Regions from separate parts of the Mus musculus genome. Here regions 1, 3, 4, 5 and 6 are each linked to region 2. A link is a contact called in public HiChIP or PLAC-seq and promoter capture Hi-C data. All regions are on one chromosome and are shown on one strand. The core of a region is the stretch at or near the end of the contact, and the rest is flanking DNA. Distances in the headings are between cores, read along the strand shown. Region 1 has its middle 30 kb from the start of Gm39646. Region 2 holds the start of Sumo1 (small ubiquitin-like modifier 1). Region 3 overlaps Trak2 (trafficking protein, kinesin binding 2). Region 4 holds the start of Cflar (CASP8 and FADD-like apoptosis regulator). Region 5 overlaps Cflar (CASP8 and FADD-like apoptosis regulator). Region 6 holds the start of Stradb (STE20-related kinase adaptor beta).

Evidence for each region. Promoter capture Hi-C pulls out the DNA fragments that hold promoters and counts their contacts. HiChIP or PLAC-seq counts read pairs in DNA pulled down with a chosen protein or histone mark.
Region 1: a contact with region 2 is called in a promoter capture Hi-C map of 3T3-L1-derived adipocytes, with 3 times the contacts expected there. The contact joins the enhancer-like site here to the promoter of Sumo1 in region 2. A contact is called at or near these places in 6 of 39 promoter capture datasets (3T3-L1-derived adipocytes, the C10 cell line, the HPC-7 cell line and 3 more) and 4 of 115 datasets of contacts at active chromatin or transcription factors (large pre-B cells, memory CD8 T cells, pro-B cells and 1 more).
Region 3: a contact with region 2 is called in a promoter capture Hi-C map of liver, with 2.4 times the contacts expected there. The contact joins the enhancer-like site here to the promoter of Sumo1 in region 2. A contact is called at or near these places in 14 of 39 promoter capture datasets (the 3T3-L1 cell line, 3T3-L1-derived adipocytes, the C10 cell line and 9 more), 5 of 115 datasets of contacts at active chromatin or transcription factors (astrocytes, bone marrow-derived macrophages, double positive thymocytes and 2 more) and 3 of 9 other capture datasets (adipose tissue, liver and pancreatic islet).
Region 4: a contact with region 2 is called in an H3K27ac HiChIP or PLAC-seq map of thymic regulatory T cells, with 8 times the contacts expected there. The contact joins the promoter of Cflar here to the promoter of Sumo1 in region 2. A contact is called at or near these places in 15 of 39 promoter capture datasets (the 3T3-L1 cell line, 3T3-L1-derived adipocytes, the C10 cell line and 11 more), 1 of 484 Hi-C or Micro-C datasets (muscle stem cells), 9 of 115 datasets of contacts at active chromatin or transcription factors (the 230-238 cell line, bone marrow-derived dendritic cells, bone marrow-derived macrophages and 6 more) and 2 of 9 other capture datasets (adipose tissue and macrophages).
Region 5: a contact with region 2 is called in a promoter capture Hi-C map of liver, with 3 times the contacts expected there. The contact joins the enhancer-like site here to the promoter of Sumo1 in region 2. A contact is called at or near these places in 7 of 39 promoter capture datasets (the 3T3-L1 cell line, the HPC-7 cell line, hematopoietic stem and progenitor cells and 3 more), 3 of 115 datasets of contacts at active chromatin or transcription factors (the SCID.adh cell line, large pre-B cells and microglia) and 1 of 9 other capture datasets (adipose tissue).
Region 6: a promoter capture Hi-C map of hippocampal neurons shows a contact between it and region 2, with 6 times the contacts expected there. The contact joins the promoter of Stradb here to the promoter of Sumo1 in region 2. A contact is called at or near these places in 14 of 39 promoter capture datasets (the 3T3-L1 cell line, 3T3-L1-derived adipocytes, the C10 cell line and 11 more), 3 of 484 Hi-C or Micro-C datasets (B cells, embryonic stem cells and granulocyte-monocyte progenitors), 5 of 115 datasets of contacts at active chromatin or transcription factors (astrocytes, bone marrow-derived macrophages, double positive thymocytes and 2 more) and 2 of 9 other capture datasets (embryonic stem cells and macrophages).

Annotation. Positions count from the first base shown.
Region 1 is chr1:58,760,063-58,763,469 of GRCm38.p6, reverse strand. No RefSeq gene overlaps it. Among named protein-coding and RNA genes, the nearest start is that of Gm39646, 30 kb to the left of the region's middle. Within about 2 kb of position 1,924, at least 105 of the 459 cell types and tissues checked have an H3K27ac peak or open chromatin away from gene starts, as enhancers often do. A contact at or near this core is called in 3T3-L1-derived adipocytes and the HPC-7 cell line, where this site is marked.
Region 2 is chr1:59,668,544-59,672,302 of GRCm38.p6, reverse strand. Sumo1 (small ubiquitin-like modifier 1) reads left to right here and starts at 1,469. Exons shown (of 5, transcript NM_009460.2): 1 at 1,469-1,623. The coding sequence starts at 1,612.
Region 3 is chr1:58,949,573-58,953,108 of GRCm38.p6, reverse strand. All of the region lies in intron 1 of Trak2 (trafficking protein, kinesin binding 2), which reads left to right. Among named protein-coding and RNA genes, the nearest start is that of Trak2, 22 kb to the left of the region's middle. Within about 2 kb of position 1,633, at least 146 of the 459 cell types and tissues checked have an H3K27ac peak or open chromatin away from gene starts, as enhancers often do. A contact at or near this core is called in adipose tissue, astrocytes, liver and 1 more, where this site is marked.
Region 4 is chr1:58,711,185-58,715,024 of GRCm38.p6, reverse strand. It overlaps Cflar (CASP8 and FADD-like apoptosis regulator), which reads right to left and starts at 1,739. Exons shown (of 10, transcript NM_207653.6): 1 at 1,366-1,739.
Region 5 is chr1:58,741,061-58,744,540 of GRCm38.p6, reverse strand. All of the region lies in intron 8 of Cflar (CASP8 and FADD-like apoptosis regulator), which reads right to left. Among named protein-coding and RNA genes, the nearest start is that of Cflar, 30 kb to the right of the region's middle. Within about 2 kb of position 1,825, at least 174 of the 459 cell types and tissues checked have an H3K27ac peak or open chromatin away from gene starts, as enhancers often do. A contact at or near this core is called in the HPC-7 cell line, adipose tissue, hematopoietic stem and progenitor cells and 3 more, where this site is marked.
Region 6 is chr1:58,971,763-58,975,269 of GRCm38.p6, reverse strand. It overlaps Stradb (STE20-related kinase adaptor beta), which reads right to left and starts at 1,748. Exons shown (of 12, transcript NM_172656.6): 1 at 1,420-1,748. Trak2 (trafficking protein, kinesin binding 2) reads left to right here and starts at 1,788. Exons shown (of 16, transcript NM_172406.3): 1 at 1,788-2,033.

The DNA.
Region 1 (3,407 bases), core at 675-3,174, 910 kb after region 2:
TGGTGAGATGGCTCAGTGTGTAAGAGCACCCGACTGCTCTTCTGAAGGTCCGGAGTTCAAATCCCAGCAACCACATGGTGGCTCACAACCATCCCTAATGAGATCTGACTCCCTCTTCTGGAGTGTCTGAAGACAGTGACAGTGTACTTACAGATAATAAATAAATAAATAAATCTTTAAAAAACAAAAAACAACAAAACAAAACAAAACAGGGGCAGTTATACCCCCCCAAGGTCACCAAAAGCACACCTTGCTTTTGTCTTGTTTGTTTTAAATTTTTTGCAAACTGATGTTAAAAGTCTGCAGTGGATCGCCACTGGCATCCAGTTACTTCCAGTTCTTATGCCATGGTGAAATGGTGGGACCCATTAACTAATGTGTGGAATGGTCCAGACCCCGTTTTAATCTGGGGAAGAGGTTCGGTCTGTGTTTTTGCACAAAAAGAAGACGGATGGTGATGTCTGCCTGAAAGATTGGTTCATCAAGTGGACACAGACTCTGAATCTTCCAGTAAGTACTACTCTAACCTCGATGATGGCTAAAAAATCTTTTTTTTAGCTGAAAGAGTTAATTTGGAGTACAGCCTCCACTTCCAGAGAATTTTCAGCCTTCCTGTTAATTCTCAAAGCCACCTGCCCCACACCTGGAGGCCAGAGTTTGAGCTTGATCATTGCTAATTTGCAACTGAATAGAGTACCTGGACGTCCACAAAGAAGCTTTTATCCTGTTGTTTTTCAACTGTCTCAACTTTGTTTTTTCAAGCAGATCCTTCAATGCCTTACAGCCTGTTTTCAGCAAGCATGCAGCTCCGCCTCCAGCAAGCGCAGGTGGCAGAAATTCATCGATATGAAGAAGCATATTGAGTATATATTGTGGCTGTGGTCTGATTTGGGAATAAGGTGTGCTATAAGAGCTGGTCAGTCAATGATGGGCAACCAGATTTCGGAACTATATCAATCTAAGACAGAGGTACATGCCAAGAGGCTGTGGTTTATTAGTAATACACCACAGAGCCATGTTTGTGCAAAATAAACACAAACAAGCTGCATATATTCTTCTTGAAGGATAAAAATTGTTCGGGAAAATCTGAGATTTCCCAAGCCAGGCGTGGCCGCCAGCCACCATAACTCCCAGGCAGGACTAAGCATAAACAATTTTTATGCCCAGTCCAGATAATTTTTAGTATATATTTAGGGAGGAATTGTAGCTTCCCTCAGCCTTGAAGCAGGCTGATTCAGACTTTACTGCCACTGAATATGAGATCATCTGGGGTGTAGCCTTCCAATTTAGATGGCTATATTGTTATGTCAACTACTGCTGCTCTTCTCTGAGACTCTACTACCTGCTGAGAGACCCTTGAGACATTCCGGAGACACATCCTATTATGCACATCGCCTACTGGCTGGCTCCAGGCACCAAGAATGGATTGGCAGGGGATGGGCCTCCCCTCTTTATAAGCACAGACTCTTAGTAAACTTTGGGGCCTTGATCAGAGAAAAATTTGTCTTGGCCTCATTCTTTTCTCGCCATCTAGTTTCTTTCAGCCCCAGCCTGCCTTTCAGGAGTACCTGGTTCATGTAAGCCACGGGTGGCTTACAGTTACACAAGGTAAGGGGATCCCCTCCCTTCTTTTGTCCCCAAGGAGTCTCCCTGCCTTTCTATCCTGGAATGAGCTTGGCCTTTAGTCTCAGATGGATCTGCCTCCCACTAAGAACTCTGGCACCTTCCTTTGTGAAGTAATCCACAGGAAGCAAGCCAGTGCACATGACATTTGCACACAAAGCAAGTGCTCTATAGACATTAACTCCTTCCCCTCCAGCCGCTAGGGGGTAGCCTCTTCCTGCTGCCACCAGGGCAGACCAGGAAGCTTGGTTTTAGCCAGGCTTCTGACCAATCCAGACACAATGTGGACTAGAAGCCAACTGCTCAGGGCACATGATTCTCCTTCCTCCAAACCTTTGTGGAAGTCACTGACACTACAGTGGGGAATGCCCTCCTCCACCTCAGCTTCCTGGGGCACTCAGTCCCCAAGTCTGAGTCACACCTGGCTCAATCACACCCAGTCAGGCAATTGTTTCTTATTGCCTGATTCAGTGCTTTGTCATTTATTAATTTTATTGTTTGAAAAATACCATTTGTGTTGATACTTTCTGCACACAAGGGTTATGAAAATCAACTGAATTGACATATGAGAAATATTTAAAACAGCTGCTAGTGCTCAGAGTAACACAAGTGGAGAGAAATATGTACGTGTGTGTGTGTGTGTGTGTGTGTGTGTGTGTGTGTGTGTGTGTGTGTGTGTTGGGTAGAGAGGAGAGAAAGAGAGAGTGGCAACCTGGTCTACAGAGTGAGTGCCAGGATAGCCAGGGCTACACAGGAGAAACCCTGTCTTGAAAAACAAACAAGCAAAAAGGACAAAAAAGTATATATTAAGGGAATTTGTTGTGATGATTTCCAGCCTGCAGTCCAACTAACCCAACAATGGGCAGCTGTGGATGGGAAGTCCAAGAATCTAGTAGTTACTCAGAGGCTAGTTGTTTCAGCTGGTGTTCTGTAGAAGTAGATTCCAGCACAGAGATTAACTTGCTGGCAAGTTAATGCAAATGGTGAAGAAGAGCAAATCTTTCTTTCAAGGTCCTTATGTAGGTCTCCAGCAGAAGGTGTGGCCCAGATTAAAGGTGTGAACCATCACGACTGATCTGGTTCTTGCTTTGTCCCAGGTTGACCTTGAACTCAGAGTTCTCCTTGCCTCAGTCTTCTGGGATTAAGGGTGTGTATTACCTTGCCTGGGCCTAAACTTTTCATGGCCACTGTGCCTCAAGATCTCCATGCCAAGATCCAGGTCAGAAACTTGTGTCTTCTAGTCTAAAGATCTTGATCACAGGTGCCCTCCAGTTTTGGATTGTAGTTCATTCCAGATATAGTCAAGTTGACAACCAGGAATGGCCGTTACAAGTATCATGGTGTAGCTTCCCTGTCATTTCTAGGAAACATAATCTCATAGCACAGCTGCAAGTCCCCGGCTTTTATAATGTTTCTGCTCTTCTTTCAGTGATGTTCCCCCAGTCTTAGGTGCAGGAGTTGTGTTGTAGATTTGTCCATTGGGGTTGGGCACCCCACTATCTGCTATTCTCTGTATTTGGGCCAGCTATGGTTTTCTAGGATGGTCTCTGTCTGCTGCATGAACCACAATAACAACCAGCTAACTCTGGAAGGTACTCCTAAAGGTGCAGTGGTGGCACTCATTTCTTGGTGGTAACCAACAGCTCTCTAATTGGACTTAAGGCCCATTAAACAGAAGTGCCAGTATCAAGCCTGGTACTGAGAATTTAGTCAACTACCTGGAGCTAATGAAGTCATTGACCTCAGAGAACATACTCAAGCCACTTTACTAGACCAGCACGACT
Region 2 (3,759 bases), core at 220-2,719:
TACCCTATTCTGGAGCATTTGAAGACAGCTACAGTGTACTTACAAATAATAATAAATAAGTCTTTGAGTCAGAGTGAGCAGGGACTGAGAGAGCAGGGTTGACTGGAGTGAGCGGAGCTGACTGGAGCAAGCAGAGATCCTAAATTCAATTCCCAACAACCACATGAAGGCTTGCAACCATCTGCAACATCTACAGTGTACTCATATACATAAAATAAATAAATAAATCTTAAAAAAAAAACCCTAAAACAGTCTTACATAAACACCGTTGAAACATTTTAATTTTGTATATGCAGTGAAATAGGGATTTAAATTCTTTCTCCTTTCGCATGTGAATGTTCAGTATTTTCATTAGTAATTATATTGTACCTACTAATTTTTAATTTTGTATGGGTGTTTTTGTCTGAATGTGTTTATGAACCGCATTCAGGCTTTGGCTTGGTGCTGAAAAAAGTATCTGATTCTTGGGACTAGAGTTACAGGCAGTTTTGAATGCATGCATGGGTGCTGGGACTCAGACTTGAGTCCTCTGGAAGAGTAGCCAGTGCTCTTTGACTACTGGGTCATTTATAGTTGGCTCATTACTATTTACAGAAAAGATTATTTTACTAATGTCTTGTTCTGTGAAGGGTTTTTGATTTAAGTTTTCATTTTTCCCCCTTTACTTATTATAACCTTAATCCTCCTTGAATGCTTGTGCAAGGTCACTGTATTCAAAGGAAGCAGTTTAGGTCTTTCTATGACACAAGGCAACTAGTTTATGCGTTGGAAGGCGCTCCTGCCTACAACTTCAAAACTTTCAGTAGCATTTTAGTTGTCTGTAGCCACCAAGACTTTGTTCTAGCTGGGGGTGTGGTGGCACTTGGGAGGCAGAGGCAAGAGGATCTCTACGAGTTGGAGGCCAGTCTGGTTGACATTGCAATGTTCTATAATAGCCAAGGCTATTAGTGAGACCCTGCCTCAAAACACAAGAACAAAAGATGTGTCCTGAAGGGTCGTCTTTTTGTGCCCCCTCATCTCCCCCGCCCCCAACAGGGTTCTATGTCCTGTCCTGGAACTCACTTTGTAGATGAAGATGGCCACGAACTCACAGAGATCCGGTAGCCTCTGCCTCTATCACCCGGAGTCACGAATGTGGCAACAGCAAGCATGAGGGGCCTATAAAAATACTATACGGGTAATTCACTATATTCAGTGAGGGTTGGTCCGGGCCTCAGAAGCGCGCAAGTCGTCCCACCGGGAGGAGCCTAAGCAGTCAGTTTGACCCCAGACATTCGGCCTGCAGGCAAAGCGCTGGTCTCCCTGAGGGCTGCGGCAGCGGGCCTGATTCTCCCTCCCTCCGAAGTCCTAGCAGTTCTCTTGCTCCAGGCAAGTAGTTTACAACCTGGAGGATTTTAGCCCCCGGCCTTCCTTACGGCGTTTTCCCGCTTCCTTTTCCCGTCTTCGCTAACTCGCCTCTGCGCGCAGCGGAAGTGACGCAAGACGTAGAGGAAGTCCCTGCAGCCGCGGTGTTGTGCTGTAGAGAAGGGACGGATTTGTAAACCTCAGAGTGAGGTTCTGCCTGCCGGAGGCCGCAGTGGTGCGGAGACCCCCGGGTGAATCCACGTCACCATGTCTGACCAGGTACCGGGCCGGGGCCTTAGGGCTCAGGGCCGTCGGCCGCGGGCTGGGGCCCTGGACTGAGGCGCGGGGGAGGGGGCGGCTGGAGAAGGGGGCTGCCCGTGGGGAGGGGGCCGCGAGGGACGCGGGGCGCCTGGCGGAGTCGGGCCAGGCCGCCTGGGACCCCGGGGCTCTGGGTTCCACGCGCCCTCCGCGCCCCTCTCCGAGGCCCCTACCCCCGCGCCACCCGGCGCCGGGGCTCTCTCGACGGCGCCCAGGTTTCTCGCGGGCTCGCAGGGGGCCCAGGCCCGCTCCCTTGTCCCCGAGAGCAAGCTGAGGGGAAAACGACCGTTTCCCTTCGGACGACGGATGGCAGAAACCAGGCCCTAGGCCCAGTTATGTAACGGGAGGGAAATCCCCGACTGGGAGGCTAGGTGGCCCTGAAAAGCAGCTCGACTCCACTTTGGGTTCTTGGTCCCGGAGAGTGGGGGGCGGCCGGGGAGCCGTGTCTGAGGTGACTGGGAGCCCAGAGGACGCTGCTTTTCCGTTGTGTTTGCCTGGAGGGTCCGTCCATCTCTGCACACCTCAGTCTTTTTTTTTTTTTTTTCCTTCCGGGGGTGCGGAACGGTCCGCTCTTTCGCTGTACTTTCCATTTCTTACTCGGGATTGGTCCATCAACTCTCCAGTTCTCAGAGCGCTCAGAATAACCGAGAAACAGCAAACTGTGTATGGAGTGCCACCACCAACAAGCCATTTCGTCTGGGCTTTAACCAGCAGATGCTTGGCACTTTAAAAAAAAATATAGCACGTTTTTTGTTCTTTGATAATCAGATGACGCATTTAGATTATATGCACCCCCAAACCTCTCTTCCAGAAGTTTCTGAACTAATTTTCGAAGAAATAGAGAAAAAAAAAGTTATCCGTGTTGTACAATTGCAGAATATTTGCAGAAAGCTGTCAATTAGTAGTAAAACAGTGTGTCTCGGTTTTGGAATCAAGGATTTGCATGGTATTTGCCTTCAAATAGGAGTGACTCCTTGCCACCTAAATTTTTCTTCATCCTATTTTAGTTACTACCTTTGTGGCTAGTTTTTATATACATAAGGTTTTGGTCTGACTTTGCTTTGGTTTGCTCAGATGACTTAATTTTCAGAGTATTTTTTTTTTAACTTTTTCTTCTTTTGTGATAATTATTCAGTAAACTTTTTCATTCAACTTCACAATGTAGTTGGACTTTTTTAAAAAAAAAATTTGTTGTTGTTGTTTGAGACACGGATTTTCTGTGTAGCCTTGGCTTTCTAGGAACACTCTGTAGACCAGGCTGGCCTCCAATTTATAGAGATCGGCCTGTTTCTGTCTCCTGAGTGCTGGGATAAAAGGCTTGTGCCACCACAGACTGGCCAGGGTGGTTCTATTTTTATAGCCTATCTACACTGTAGACTAATTGTGGCATGGATTTACTTATTAATAATCTGAATTAATCCTCTTTTGGGATAGAAATGACTTTATGAATAATTTGTTTATGACAGTTGTTTACTTAGTTACCAGCTCAGAAAGATCAGCTGTAAATGCTTAAGTCCTGGAACTCTGTAGACCAGGCTGGCCTTGAACTCAGAAATCCCCCACTACCTCCCAAGTGCTGGGATTAAAGGCGTTGCCACCACGCCTGGCCTTTGTTTTTTCTTTTCTTTCTTTCTTTTTTTTTTTTTTTTTTTTCTTTTTTTTTTGGGTTAATGCTTAAGTTTCATCAGCCTTCTATTTTGGAAGAGCTAGAAAGCATGTTAGCCTGAAGAGAGGGCAACACACAGAAAGAGTTCTAAGTTTTAGGATTAGTTTTGCTCTAGTTTGAACTCACATTATATAAGGATATGGAGAAAGAAAGGAGGACCCAAGGGCACACACAGGGTTTCAGGGGATCGCAAAGTCACACTGTTGCTTGCTGTAGCACTCACCTCACTGGTCACCGGGGTTATTAGGTGTTGGACCTAGGGCCTCCCACATGTGCTTGCCAGGCAAGTGCTACAGCCTCATTTTTTCTTTTACTTTGTTTCACTAAGTTGCCTAGGTTGGACTGTAGCACAGCTTGCCTTTGAACTTGAACCTGGACTTCTCTCAGCCTTGCAGAGTAGCTGGGATTACAGAGTTATACTGTCACGCCTA
Region 3 (3,536 bases), core at 384-2,883, 720 kb after region 2:
TTGTTAAATGTGTCATGCTTGACTTGGTAGCTTGTAGGAAAAACGCAGTTGTTTCTAAAAAGATTAAATAAAGAGCCACCATACAAAGACAGTGCCACAGGGAGAACACAGAACTGTGCAGCTAAAGGAGGTGCTGTCGGTGTGTCCCAGAGTTCAGTTCTGAGAGTTGGGACTCTGGACTGTGTTTCCTGTTCCCCAGAAATGAAAGGAAGAAAATGGCTGTCCCCAGACCGATTCACTGTCAGAGGACAGCTAGGAAGCATGACTTCTTATGTTGAGAGAGATGCCATTGAGCCATGGATGCTAAGCCTTTCTGTTGTTCCATTGGTGGTGGTGGAAACAGTAATAGCATACCAACTGCAGCTGCTGTGTGACTGCCCCAGGGACCCTCTGAGGCTGCTGCTCTCATAACTCCCTTAATCCTCATCGCAAAGCCAGGGAAGTCGATCCTGTTATTAAGCCCATTTCACAGATGAAGAAACACGGTAAAGTAGTTTGTGCAGAATTCCAGGGCTGTGAGATGGCTTAGCTGGAAAGAACACGTGCTCCCCTCCCCAAGCCTGTCATCTGAGTTCTACCCCTTGGGGATGCATGAGGGAAGAGAGGGCAGGTCATACAACCAGTAAGTATTGGCTCTGAGATTTGTATTCTGAGCCAGTGTGGCCACCTGAGTCACAGCCATCAAGATCTAAGTTCTTGGAACCTGTGAATGTTACCTGAGGCAGAGGGACTTTGCAGTCTCTATCTTGAGAAGTTTATCTTGGGTTATCCAGTTGAGCTTAAACATTGATTATAGGTTCCTTATAAGGAAAAACAGCCAGTAGTGTGACAATAGAAGCAGAGGAGGAGGCTCCCGGGTGCCATGCTGCTGGCCTTCAGGATAGTAGAAGAGGCCCAGAGCCAAGAGAAGCAGCTGCAGCAGCTAGAAAGCAAGGGACTAAGCTTTTCACTGGAGCACGGCCTCGGTGACACCTTGGTACCAAGCAGTGGAGCTGGTTCCTGCCTCTGACCTCCACAACTGGAAGGTCACATGTTGATGGTGGGTAAGCATTAAGTTAGAGCATCAGGGAACACTTAGGCAGTTCGCTGGCATGCTGTGGACTTGTGAGATTTGCCTTTACTAACAAGCTTCCTGCAAGTCCATGGGGCGTGAACTCTAGTGATAATCCCAGTGGCCAGCCTTAGGTCATTTGTTGGGTCCTTTTGGTCCTTGCCTCTTTCAGATGGAAGATTACTCAGCTGATCTTCAGATGTACCAGTTCTGTTTGCAGACATGCAGGACCTTCAGAGAGAGACACTTTTCCTCAGGTTTAAGGGATAGAGAAAAGCTAGAGACAGTGAGCATTTGAGTGTCTCAGTTGCCCAACTAGGGATTTTTATTTTGTATTTAGTCTCAATATCTGATCCCACTTATTTGTAAATACCCCCATCTTGGCAAAATAATTAAAATAAGATTCAGAAATACTAAATAATGAGCACAGGTCAGAATCACAGTAAATCAGAGTAAAATTCCAGCTCTAACATCAAGGTACATAAACAGTACTGCAGTCATTCTGTCACTCTGAACTGCCCTTGCTAAGAAGTTAATCGGGGCGTGTTCTGCTGCGTTCCCAGGAAAACGCTGCATTGCTAAATCACCCCTGACCTGGTGTGCCACGTGCAGGCTCCCGGATCGCCCTGGAGGGCTGCATTCTTTCTGCATGACTCTCACCATGGGCTTAGTTCTGTGTTCACTCCAGTTTACTCTACTCTTTTATACAAGTGTTGAGAACAAATCACCCACAAACTCCAGAGTTAAACAGTAATCTCTACAACACAGGTCTGCAACCCATAATGAAAACCTGTATATAAACTTTTGTATTCTTAAGTGATATGTAGAAATATAAAAAAAAGCAAAATGGCTCAGAGGTTAAGGGCATTGGCTGCTCTTCAAAGTACCTGGCTACAATCCCCAGCATGGAGGTTCACAGCTGTCAGGAACTTCAGTTTCAAGGGATCTGATGCCCTCTTTGACTTTGTCAGAGACCAGGCATGCACATAGTGCACAGACATGCACGCAGACAGAACACTCATACATGCCTTTGTGTGTGTGTGTAGGGGGGTGTGCAAAAAGGAATAAAGAAAGAAATGAAAAGTGTGGTAGCTCATACCTGTAATTCCAGGACATGGAATCAGGATGATGAAAAGCTCAGGGTCATCCTTACCCACAGTGTAGTGAGTTCAGAGTAAGCCAGGAACACTGCAAATAACATCTTCAGTAGAATTGGGGGGAAGGGGGCATAATGACAGCATGAGTGTAAGAATAAAGCAACTGGCATGTTACAGAGTGACAGCAGCCGGCTTCAGTTACAGTTAGAGTTTTCACAGTGGTCTTGATCAAGTCATGATTTGAAGAAGAAAAAACATAGCTCTGTTAAAGGATCCTGGACCAGTTAGAGATCCTTCATTTCTCATTTCCCTTCCTCCTCACTACCCAGTGCCCTTCCTTCACAGGCAAGCTTGTAACTTACACTCTCAAAAAGTTCTTCCTAGAAATTGAAAGTAACTTTTAAATACATTTAATGGATGTAGAGAGTAGAAGTCTGTTCCTTTAGTCTAATTACAAGTATATAAATGTAAAAGGAAACCTAGGGGCCAGGCAGTGGTAGTGTACGGGAGGCAGAGACAGGCGGATATCTGAGTTCGAGGCCAGTCTGGTCTATAGAGTGAGTTCCAGGAGTTCCAGTAGCCAGGGCTACACAGAGAAACCCTGTCTTGAAAAAAAAAACCAAATAAATGAATAGATAGATAGGTAGATAGATAGATAGATAGATAGATTGATTGATTTAAAGAAAGGAAACCTAGCTTTCAGAAATTGATCTTGGAACACTTAGTCTTACATAATAGTATTTTGATGACTGAATTATTTTAATATTGATCAAGGGTTAGGAAGCTTTTTTTGTCAAGTATCAAATTTGTGTGTGTGTGTGTGATAGCCTAATATCTTGCTAACTATGTATGTACAGTCAATGGCACAATTACTACAGTTTCTAAGCTGTCAAGAATTATGAATGCAATCAATGAACAGTATTCTAAAAATACACACTGAAAACTAAATTGTCTTGTTTTTACATCGTATAGGGTTTTTTTTTCTTCCAGTCATTTAAAAGTAAAAGCTATTCTTAGCTCACACACTGTGCAGAAACAGGTGACAGACCGAATATGGATGTGGGTAGTAGTTTGCTGGTCACACACCAGATGAGCTGCCTACTGACAAGGTCATTCTTACATCTGCACTGCCGTTCTAGCTTTTAAAGTGCATCACTGGATTCTTTGTGTATATGTTGTGTTCACTGGTGTGTGGGTTCCTGTGCCTGGAGAGGGGCGGAGGGTGCTCCTCAGGAGCCGATCACCTTCTTTTTTGAGTCAGTTTCTCACTGGCCTAGAACTCACCCTGTAGACTAGGCTAGCTGATTGTGAAGCGCCAGGGATCCAGCTTTGTTTGCCTTCCTGACATTGGGATTATAAGCAAGTACCACTATTCTAGGCTTTCTGAT
Region 4 (3,840 bases), core at 490-2,989, 960 kb after region 2:
ACAAAAAAATCAGAAGATACCACAGTCTTCTTCAACTGAAGAGTTCAATGCAGAACACAGTCTCGAATAAGTGGTAAATCTGATACCGAGTTGGCAGAACTTAATTCTTTCAATGTGTTCAACCAAAGAAACCCCAGAAAGAGGAAAATAATGAAGCTAAGATTTGTTGTTGTTGTCTTTGTTGTTGTTGTTGTTGTTGTTGTTTTCTGGCATTAAATGGACAAAGAAAAAGTGGCTATGAGTACAGATCATCGAATGAGCATAAATATAGAATAAGGTACAAAGAGCAGAAAGAGTTCAATTTTACCTAGAAAGACAAGGGCACACAGACAGACAGACACACACACACACACAGTCTTTTTCTTTCAATAGTGACACAAAGGAAGAAATTGTTCCCCAAAGCTAAGAATTGAAGAGGGAGGAGAAAGAAAGAAAAAAAAAGAGCCAATGAAACAAATCCAAGTGGCCACTGCACAAGATGGGGAAGGAGGGGAAACTAGGATGGAAACAGAAAAACAACACCACAAACATCTGTTCTGAAAGACTGTTTGGAGAAAGAATACGAAAAGGAGCTGGATGGCTGGGGCCAAGGGAAGATTCCCAATTTTTTTAAAGGCAACCAAAAGACTGTATTTGAGTACACCAATGTATGTGACTAGAACCAGCCACCTCTGGCTGTCGCTAGGGAATGGACTCGTGGGAGGTGGGGGCAGTGTCTGTATTTACTTTGCAGGTATATTTTATTTATATTATAACTTGCCTGAAAGGTTTTGGATATTAAAATGCAATGCAAAATAAGAAGTAAAATCCTTAGTAAGGAGCAAGACAGCTGCCCCAGGTGGGGTGTCAAGTCTTCCCAGAGGTGAAGGTCAGCTAGGGCGTCATAACACAGGTAGTGCTTCTTGTTTCTGAGATTTAAGAGAAATAATGCTTTGAGTATAGGAAGGCCCTGGGCCAAACCCTCACTGCCTCACTCTTGGCCAGCAGGCTTCTTGCCAGGATAAGCTGTCCTTGAGCTTTGTCCAGGCAGCCTCTACGCTGGGATTATAGAAACAAACAAAAAACACCCAAGTACCTTGTTCGAAATTTCACGCCATCCAGAGTCACACACTAAATTAACAAGGAGGCATTTGAGTCCAGTAACAAGTTTAATTTAATAAGTCTTTGGCTCTCTTCAAGAAAGACTTGGATTTGAATGTGCCACAAGTCTGGAGGTGCTGTGAGTGGATCCCCAAAAAGCACAGAAGGAACCAAGAGTGGAAGATAGGAAACGAACACTTTCCTACATTAATCAGGAGTCAGCTCTCCAACTTCCCAAGTCCCTTTGGGAACTGCAAGAATAGGAGGGGTTCTGGGATTACTCACACCGGGCGGTCGCCGGCCCATCCCACTCAACAACGGCTTTGTCGCCTGTCTTCGCTGGAGACCACCAGAAAACTGGATCGAACGAGACACTGGAAAGAACACAGAGAGGAGCAGACTCTTCAGTAGGCGTCCAGGAAAGTTAGCCTGCGGAGCTGGCCCAAGCTGCTAGCCAGGTGACGCGCCCAGCGAGCCCAACAGGTTCAGGAATGAGATGCGACCGCTCTCTCCCAGCGATAAGGACGTCCCCAGAGTACTCTTGCGGGGGCAGAATCGCGAGTGTGAGCAAAGAGAAGGGCTCCGAGAAGATGAGAATGGCCGCCATTTCACCAAAACTGAATCGAGGCCATTGCTGAATTCCACAATCCTAACAAGAGGGCGGAGGAAAGTTACAGGAAGCCAGAGAGGAAGCCAACTTCCGCCTCTAGGGGCGAAACTGACCAGTCAAGGCTCAAAAAAAAAAAAAAAAAAAAAAAAAAGAAAGAAAACCCCAAAGACCGCACATACCCCAAATCCCGCCCCCCATGCTACTTCTCTGAAGGAAGGAAACACCCCACTTCCCACCCACCCACCCCCCACCCGGGTTTCTCGCAGCTTGGGAAACTAGGTTAGCAAGTGGTGACTTGCTAAAGAATTAAATGTCATCAAAAACAATGTACAACATAAAACTTCTGGAAAAATCCATTGAAGCTGAGTGTGGTGGTGTACGCCCAGCTTTGGGGGCGGGCGGGGGTGGGGTCGGCTGCTGAGAGAAGATTTTAGCGGTCAAATCGCTTGCTTACCCAAAGCCTCCACCTCCGCGCCCCACCCCGCCCCCCACCCCCCACCCCCCCCCCACTCCCCCCCCCCGCTCCAGCTGCCAAGTGAGGTCTCTGCCTTCAGAAACCCTGTGCTCTGGACATTGGTCACTGAATACACACAGTACCTAAGTGTCATCCCAGCTGGTTGGAATAAAGACTTTCAATAGGCTATGAACTTTGGCTACGTGGTTATCTCTGGTGGACTCCCAGGAACAGTGACTAATAGCGACATACTCTCTAATCCTAGTAATCCAATCAGGAGGCAGACACAGGTGGATCTCTGCACAGTCTAGGGCAGCCTGGGCTACACAGTGAGTTTAAGGAGAGCCAGGGCTGTATAGAGAATAGAGTCCTGTCTCAGAATACCAAAAAATAAAATAAAAAAATAATTTGCTTACAAACCAAGCTTGTTTGTGATACCAGAGAGCTGAGCTTTCTGCTTTGTTCAGAACCTTTTGTAAACTAGGAGGTCGACCTTTTATCTAAAATCTCTTCTTAGGTTTTAAATTTTAGATCATCCCTATTGGTCAAGGCCTGACATATGACACTCCCTTCTGGCCCCACCCCTTTTACTGTTAAAAAATTTTTTTTCGAAGGTTACCTGAACCCGGAGGATTTAATTAGACTCCTTGAATTTACTTCCAGCGAACTTGTCCACCAAAAGAGAGAGAGAGAGAGAGAGAGAGAGAGAGAGGGAGGGAGAGAGAGAGAGAGAGAGAGAGAGAGAGAGAGAGAGAGAGAGAGAACCAACTTTTCGAAAGGAAAGCTGGAAACTGGACAGTTCAACTCCAGGAAATGAGTAATTCTCTAGATGTTTTGTGCTTGACTAATTGTGGCTCGGCCAGCAAAGTTAATCTTTAGTTTTCCGACAGGAACACAGGAATGCTCCCCCTTGGGGGTTTATGGGTGCTCCCTCCAGTCCTCAATGCAGTCACTACAGCTCCGGGGTGCCTTAGGGTCATTAAGGGTCACTTCCCTGAAGATCCCATCCCCTGAACACACCAGGCCTCCTTGAACTGGGAGTTGTTGCCACCTGTGGTCGCCCTGAGCCCTGGTTCTTACCCAGCCAGCAAAGCCAGTAAAGGAGCTACAGTCCTCCGCGCCCTCCCGGGCTCCGCCCGCCATCCCCTGTGCGCCAGCGCCGGCGCCGGACTCGTAGCGACCTCCTTGCCGGGCTAGAACGCGCACGGCACAGCGGCCCGGGACTTAGGGTCCCAGGCTCGCGCAGCGTCGCGAGTAGCGCGCCAGTTACACCGCGCAGGTCACGTACCTGTCCGGCCCTAAGTGGCCGCTTGAGAGGCTCAGGTCTCAGAGACTTCGCTGCGTGCTTTAGGGTCCGCAAAATGGAGACGCCCAGAAACCGAAAGCAGACGTGGCAGCAGGCGCAGCGTCTCTGAGCCCTGGCTCGCATCCTGGGCCGGGTTTTTAGCAAAGACAAAGGTCTTCCGAGCAGTCAGCATAGAGGCCGAAAAGCATTCTCTCCAGACCCTTACTTGACTTTATAAAGACAAAAAAAAGTCTTTGGCTAGATACACTTTTAAATACAGAAAAACACAAATAAAATAACAAATATCTTTATTTCTACCAGTCTGAACATGTAGGCTTCCTTTTTTATCCGGTGGAGCCGCTCCAGTGGAAGGAGACAAAGTATCAACACATTTTCTGTGTTACTCTCTTG
Region 5 (3,480 bases), core at 576-3,075, 930 kb after region 2:
TAATGATGATAATAATAATAAATCTTTATTATGCAAAGTTGATTACTGGTAATTCTTTCCAGATGATATTGTATCAGGAGAAAATAATACCAATGCTATATAACCCAAAACAGTTTTCTGGTATGCCCAAGACAGCCAGGACTCAGACCCATGACCCCTCACCCAGAGCGCTAGGACCTCAAACATTCAACAACCTTAGGGTCGTTTCTGCCAAGTCATTTTCTTGGAAAGACTCTCAGGAGAGGAAGACTCCTATCCCATATCATGTAAATATCCATTTGGTTTGCAACCTAAGTATTAACATACCTGTCAAAGGGGCTACCCTGAACATGTACATGTAGCACACTACCTTTTTAAACTCTAAAATACAAGGGCCTCCAACAAGGGCCCATAGACCCACACTTCTTAAATACACCCTAGGTTTAGGCCTGGTGAAGTGAGGGCCTTAAAGAGAAATTTCATTAATAATGTTAAGCTTTGGGGCTGGAGAGATGGCTCAGCAGTAGAGGGCACTGACTGCTCTTCCAGAGGACCCAGGTTCAAATCCCAGCAATCACATGTCAGCTCACAACTACCACGAGCTGACTCCCTCACATACACAAGCACACAGGCAAAACACCAATGCACATAAAATGAAAATAAATTATTTTTAAAAATAATATTAAGCTTTTAAGCAAATAGCTGCTTGAGTCCAGAGGATAGACATGTCCAGAAAACAAAGAGTACCTCATCCCACACTCCTGTTCCCAGGAAGAAGCCATTCTCAGGGCACTGATCACATGAGAACCAGGAGGGGCCCGAATGGTTTGTCTACCATTCCTCTGAACACAACTTCCCTCTACTATTGTGGGTGTCACTTGCCCCTTTTCTTCATGAGCAGAGACCAATCCTAATGAGCGCCCTACTTCCCCGTGCACAAATGTTCTTATTATATAAATGTGACTACAAGAAAATAATGTGTATTCAAGGTTCCACTTGTTCCGTTAGAAGGAGAAAAAAAAAAAAAACACATAAGGAGGCATGGAGCAACCCCTAGCCTGTCAGTGTAAGAAGAGGAAGTCTCTTCACATGACACTACAGTGGAAACTGCAAAGTCTGCTACCAAATGTGTGTCTTAGTCAGTTAAAGATAACAAAGATATCAGAAGCGGCAGCAGAGGAGAAAATACTTCCTCTAAAAAACTTGCAAGTGTTCTCTCTGTCTGTCTGTCTGTCTGTCTGTCTGTCTGTCTGTCTTCACAGAGGGACTGGGACCTCTCAGCCGCCAAAGCAAAACAAAGCGATTTGAACAAACCCATACCGTCTCGTCTCTTATCTGCAGATTAGCCACCTGAGCTGGGAGAGTCCATAAGTGACTCTAAGCCAGCAGCTTGTTTTATTCTCAAAGGCGCATGAGTCAAGAGACCCCTGACTCTCAGAGAGAAGGAGCAGCTGACGTGCCCTTCTCTGTAGGGCCAGGTCCCCTCTAGTCACACACTCCATCTCCAGGATGTTAACCTCGAAAGGACTACACTGACATTAGCTTACATTTCATTCCAGACACTGTCCTGTGTCCTTTATGAGTATAATCTCACTCTCCCAACCATCACATAAAGGAAGTTCTGTTAGGAAGTCACGTTTTAGCAGAGACACTGAGCCCGCACATCACAAGCTAAGATAGACAGCAAAGCCATGATTAAAATCCGGGCAATCACTGCCAGGGCCCAACTCTGCTGCTCTCCTACAGTGGGAGAAGTACAGCTATGCACACATAGACATACAGCTGCCCATAACTCAGGAACAGACGTCCAACACAGGCCCTGGGTGTTAGTCATGAATAGCTGAGGCTTGATGACTCATGGCAGGTTGTGACTTGATCTTTATGAGTCTCATAAACACGGGTACAACACAGAAAGCTCTGTACTTCAGACATTTCCTGATGATGAAGGAAGCAAGGCCAACTACAATCAAAAGTAAAAGAACAATCCCACAATGTCCTTTAGAACAGTCAGTGACTCAGTGAGGAGCTATTTCCTCATTTGTCTACTGATGCTAATAGCTAAAATGGCATCTTAAGGGTTAGGGTTACTATTGCTGTAAAGAGATGCCATGACCAAGGCTACTCTTATAAAAGAAGAATTTAATTGGAGGTTTGCTTACAGTTTCAGAGGGTTAGTCCATTATCATCATGGCAGGAAGCAGACAGGCATGGTGCTGGAGCAATAGCTGAGAGCTTTATATCCTGATCCACAGGCAGCAGACTGGGCCTGGTGTGGGCTTTTGAAATCTCAAAGCCCTGCCCCTCAATTACACACCTCCTCCAACGAGGTCACACGTACTCCAGCAAGGCTTCACCTACTAATCCTTCACAAATGGTTTTTCAACAGAGGACTGAACATAAATATATGAGCCGATGGGGGTCGTTCTCATTCAAACCATCACAAATGGAAAGGACTCTTCTCTATAGCGAAGAGACACATTTCTCATGTACCAAAATAGGACATGAGAAAGTGGGATTGTAGCTGAAATCTTGGGAAATCCAATTTCATATTTGCTAATCCGCCCTTCTCTTAGATTGTCTTTGTACAGACCTCCCTTTGGTAATATTTGAAGTGAGGCATCTCTCTGACTGATGCTAAGGAGTGTTGAGAGACATGAAAGTCGTGAACTACAGTGATCACTCATCTGAAGGAAGGGAGAGGTGATTAAATGCAGCCGTATCCCAGGCATCTAGGCTTGCCTCGTTCAGTCTGCACCAGACATCCAACACCTGAGCCAAACAACCGGGTCCAAACAATGAAGGCTCACAGGTAGATCAAACAGAGAGGAGATCTTAGTCACATGTGGTTCAAACACTAGCCACACCCCTACGTTAACACAGACACCATGTTTTTAATAGCCCCAAGGAAGGCTTTCATGGTCTATCCAGGTGAAGTGAAACATCTGACAATATTAGAAACCAGAATGCCTTGCATTATAAATGTCCCTTGCAGACCAGGACCACCCTTAGCCACATTATCCAGGATGCACAGATAAGACACACAAAGACACACCAACTTCCACAACTTAAAGCTAGTGTTGTGCTCCCGAAGTTCATCTCGTGTTCCTCCTAACCCATAACTCAACTGATTTATCTATGTCTGTTGTCGTTAGCCCAAGCCATGTAAGTAATGACCAATAGGAAGTGGGTAGAGATGAGGTGCATCCTTCTCAGGCCTTTCTCTAAAATCTGTGATGAGATCCGCTACACAGTCTCTACTCCCTCATCTGTCAGTCAGTCAAATACAGAGGACTCTACAGACTCCAAGGCATCAAAGGACGACAGGACCCCTGGCTGACCCTATGACATAACAAGCTCCCTTAGCCCGATCCACACTAGACAATGACATGGTTGAAAAGCAAGCACCATAGTAGAGTGTACTTTGTTACTGCAGTTGGTATCTGCCATGTTGACAGATCCACCTTGCTTGGTCATGATCATGCTGTAGGGAGTGGATCCCGG
Region 6 (3,507 bases), core at 499-2,998, 700 kb after region 2:
TCACAGTCTTCTAGAACTGTTACTACCAGTGGGGTGGTTTAATCTCAGAAGTTTTACCTTCAGCATACCACACTATTAACAGATAATTTTTCAAGACATTTTGAGGTCAGGGCAGCAGCTGCACATGGCAAAGGAGTTGAATGAAAGATCTGCTGTTAGTTTTTGCTACTATGCTAAGATTATAAATCCTTAAAAGTAAATTATAAAGTAAAAAAATAAAGAAGCTTGCTGAGGCTTGGTGGAACATGCCTTTAATTCCAGCATTCAGGAGGCAGAGGCAGACGCAGGCTGATCTTTGTGAGTTCTAAGCCATCTAGGGATACCAACATAGTGAGACCCCATCTTTAAAATATGTGTGTATGTATTTACTCATAAATGTGTGCATATATATGTATATATATATGTGTGTGTGTGTATGTATATATATATGTGTATATATATATATGTATATGTATATATATATATATATATATATATTTAAGAAACCTGTATTCCTAAACATAATGATGAGTACTTCAGTGTAGTCCCTTGCAATTGTACCTAAAAAGCTAACCACAATAAAGCTTTATAAATAATCTAATTTGTTGCATAATATAGAAGTCATACCCAGGCCTTTCATTTGAAAGGTTAACACTTTAAATGGACACCAGAGGGGCTATGTATTTACAAGACTTGGGTTTTGCGTTAATCGAGGTATTCAATGGTCTACTGTTACAGGAAATGCCGACAAAAACAAAAAACCTACCAATACTCTTTGTTAGGCTTCAAAATTACAGTAATTCTCAAGGTGATCTTGAAATCTCATAAAACCTTAACAAAGATCATAGCGAAGCACACAGCTTAATCCAATTTTCCAAACTTAGTATCATGACTCATGGTTTCAACAAATATTTACGGAGTGCCAAGCACTGTGCTATGCAGGTGCTGTCACAAATCATGATCAAGTTTGGAGGAAAGGTATTTGACATAACAAACCCACGAGGGGAAAACAAGACATCAAATGTAAACACTGAAGACAAAACGAAGCCTGGACATTTAATTTGGAAAAAGGTCCCTTCGACGTCTCTGAGCAGACAGGTCTGGGGCCAGAGTGTCTTCAGCTTGGGAAGTCGCCAGGCCTGTGTGCGCTACCAAAGGTAAGAGCTGGGGGAGCGGGGCGGCGGTAGCTGGGTTCCTGCACCTGGCACCGCTGCTGGGCACCCGGGAGCCCCGGCCCCCCCGTGCGCTGGCACAGAGACAGAGAGCGGGAGCCGGCGTCCCGCAGACTCCAGCGGCTGCTCGGCCGGCCGTGTCAACTCCGGTAAGGAGCGGAGGCGAGGACTGGCCTTGTAGCCTTCCGCTGTGCACCTACCGACCTGCGTTCCCTGTCGCTCCCCGGGTCCCCACACCATCCCGTGCTGGCCTGCCTCCCCTCATTACCTAGGCGGTGACCAAGGCCAGCGACTCTCCAGACAGCGGGCGCTGAGGGGAGGCGACACGCGCGAGCCCCGGGACCTGCCTCGCGAAGGGGCGAGGCGAAAACACTAGGCCGGCTTCCAGGGTGAGCCTCAAGGCACAGAAGTGCAGCACGGCCTGGAGAAGGCCGGTCGGCCTGGACTTCTGCCCTAGCCCGGGGCAACCGGCCGGGACGGGATTCGCCCCACCCCAGCGGGGTCGGGGCCCGCCGCTCCGCCCCACCGCGCCTCCAGCTTCTAGCTCTGGAGTGAGGAGGCGGGGCCCTCGAGCTGTAGGCGGGACGGAAAGCAAACTACAGTTCCCAGAAGGCTTTGCGCTAGGGCCGCAAAGCCTGTTGGGAGAGTGGGTCTCCTTTTTAGCTTCCCTAGCTGGGTGGGGGCTGCCATTGAACCGGCGTCACTGCAGCTCCAAGGTCGCCCGGTGATGATGTGAGAGCGCCTGCCAGTTCCTGCCACGCCCGGGGGGGTTAGCTCGGTGGCGGCGGCGGCTGCTTCAGATGCTGCTCTCAGGCTGCCGCGCATTAGGGGCTTCTTCCTGAGCGAGTGTGGGCGGAAGAGCGAGGACGCCGGGCCATTCCCGTGAGTAAGCTCCCGCGTGCGATTCGAACTTGCCCTTGTCAACTTCTCTCAAAGGCAGAGAAGCCTTCCTGTCCCGCGTCCCTCTGGTCCCCAGAGGTCACTCACGGAAGGATTCCGCCCCGAGATGGGAAAGGGATGTTTCCCAAGTGTGGGTGCAAACTGATGGGAACTGGGCGGTAGCCTCCGGGATTCACCCTATCTGCACCTCTGAAGATTGGCAGCTTCCCATCCTTTGCCAGACAGAGTCCATCTGGAGCTCTGTCGTTTTAGGATGAGTGGCTTTAGTGTCTGGACGTTAAACCTTAAGCTCTCGGTGGCCATCTGTGATGCAAATGGGAGGAAAGGACACTAGAAAGAGCTCTTTCTTTATTGGGCTTTTATTTGTAATTGATTTGGAACCAAACGCCACATGTCTTTTTAAAAGAAATAAGGAAGACAGACAGACAGAAAGACTTTTGGTTGAAGCAAAAAGAATGAATATTGGCAGTTGTGTTTTCCAGTGCCAGCACTTCTGAGTCCCAGACACTTTTTTTTTTTTTTAAATCACAATTATGGCAGTGAAGTCAATTACCTGCTTATGCATCTTTTTCTGCATCAGGAAAGATGGTAATATTTCGCTGGAAATTCACTTAGCTTATGTAAGGACCACTGAACAAAATGAGCTAGACTCAGAGTTCTTGCTCTACCTTAGTAAAAATGTTTGTGACCTTTCAAATCTTTGCTGTCCTGTTAAAAGTCTGAGCTACAGTGAGCTCCAAATAGCATATTAATGGTGGTGACACTTGAAAACGAATTGTGAAGGACATTTGGTGGTGGGAAAGGGCAAAATTAAAGGCACTTTATCATCTCGGCCACTCTCCAGCTTTCTATTTTTAAAATTAGGTAGTATCTGGCAAGCCTCAGATGTTTAACCAGCACATACATACCTATGTGAAAGACAGTGCTCTTACCCATACCCATTTTTACTGATGTGATGATGTACACGGTTCACCTAACCACGCACATTGCTCACTAGTTGCACTGGAGACTTTCTGTATCAAGTCGAGATTTACACCCATACCTGCTTTGCCTCAAAGTTATGAACCAGGTTAAAAGAATGGTTAAGAAGAATTTTCATAGTTTGCTAGTACTCGCTCCATCATTCCTTGACTATGAATGCATCCGTAACTCCCACTTTAGCCCTCTGAACAAATTGTACACTCTTGTCTGCTAGTCTCATCCCTCATAGAACTGCTCATTAACACACTAAGAGCTCATTCCAAATCCACCTGGATGCCTTTATGTCTTAAAAAAAAAAATGATAGGATTGGACTTATATCACAAAGGTGCTTTCCAGTTCTCGGGTTTTATGGTTCTATGGTTATTATTCTTCACTGCAGATGCTTAACATCCATAGTCACAAAGCATTGTTATTCTTCCCTATGAATGTTTAACATTCATAGTCATAAAGACTATGGAAATTGGCCTTTTAATG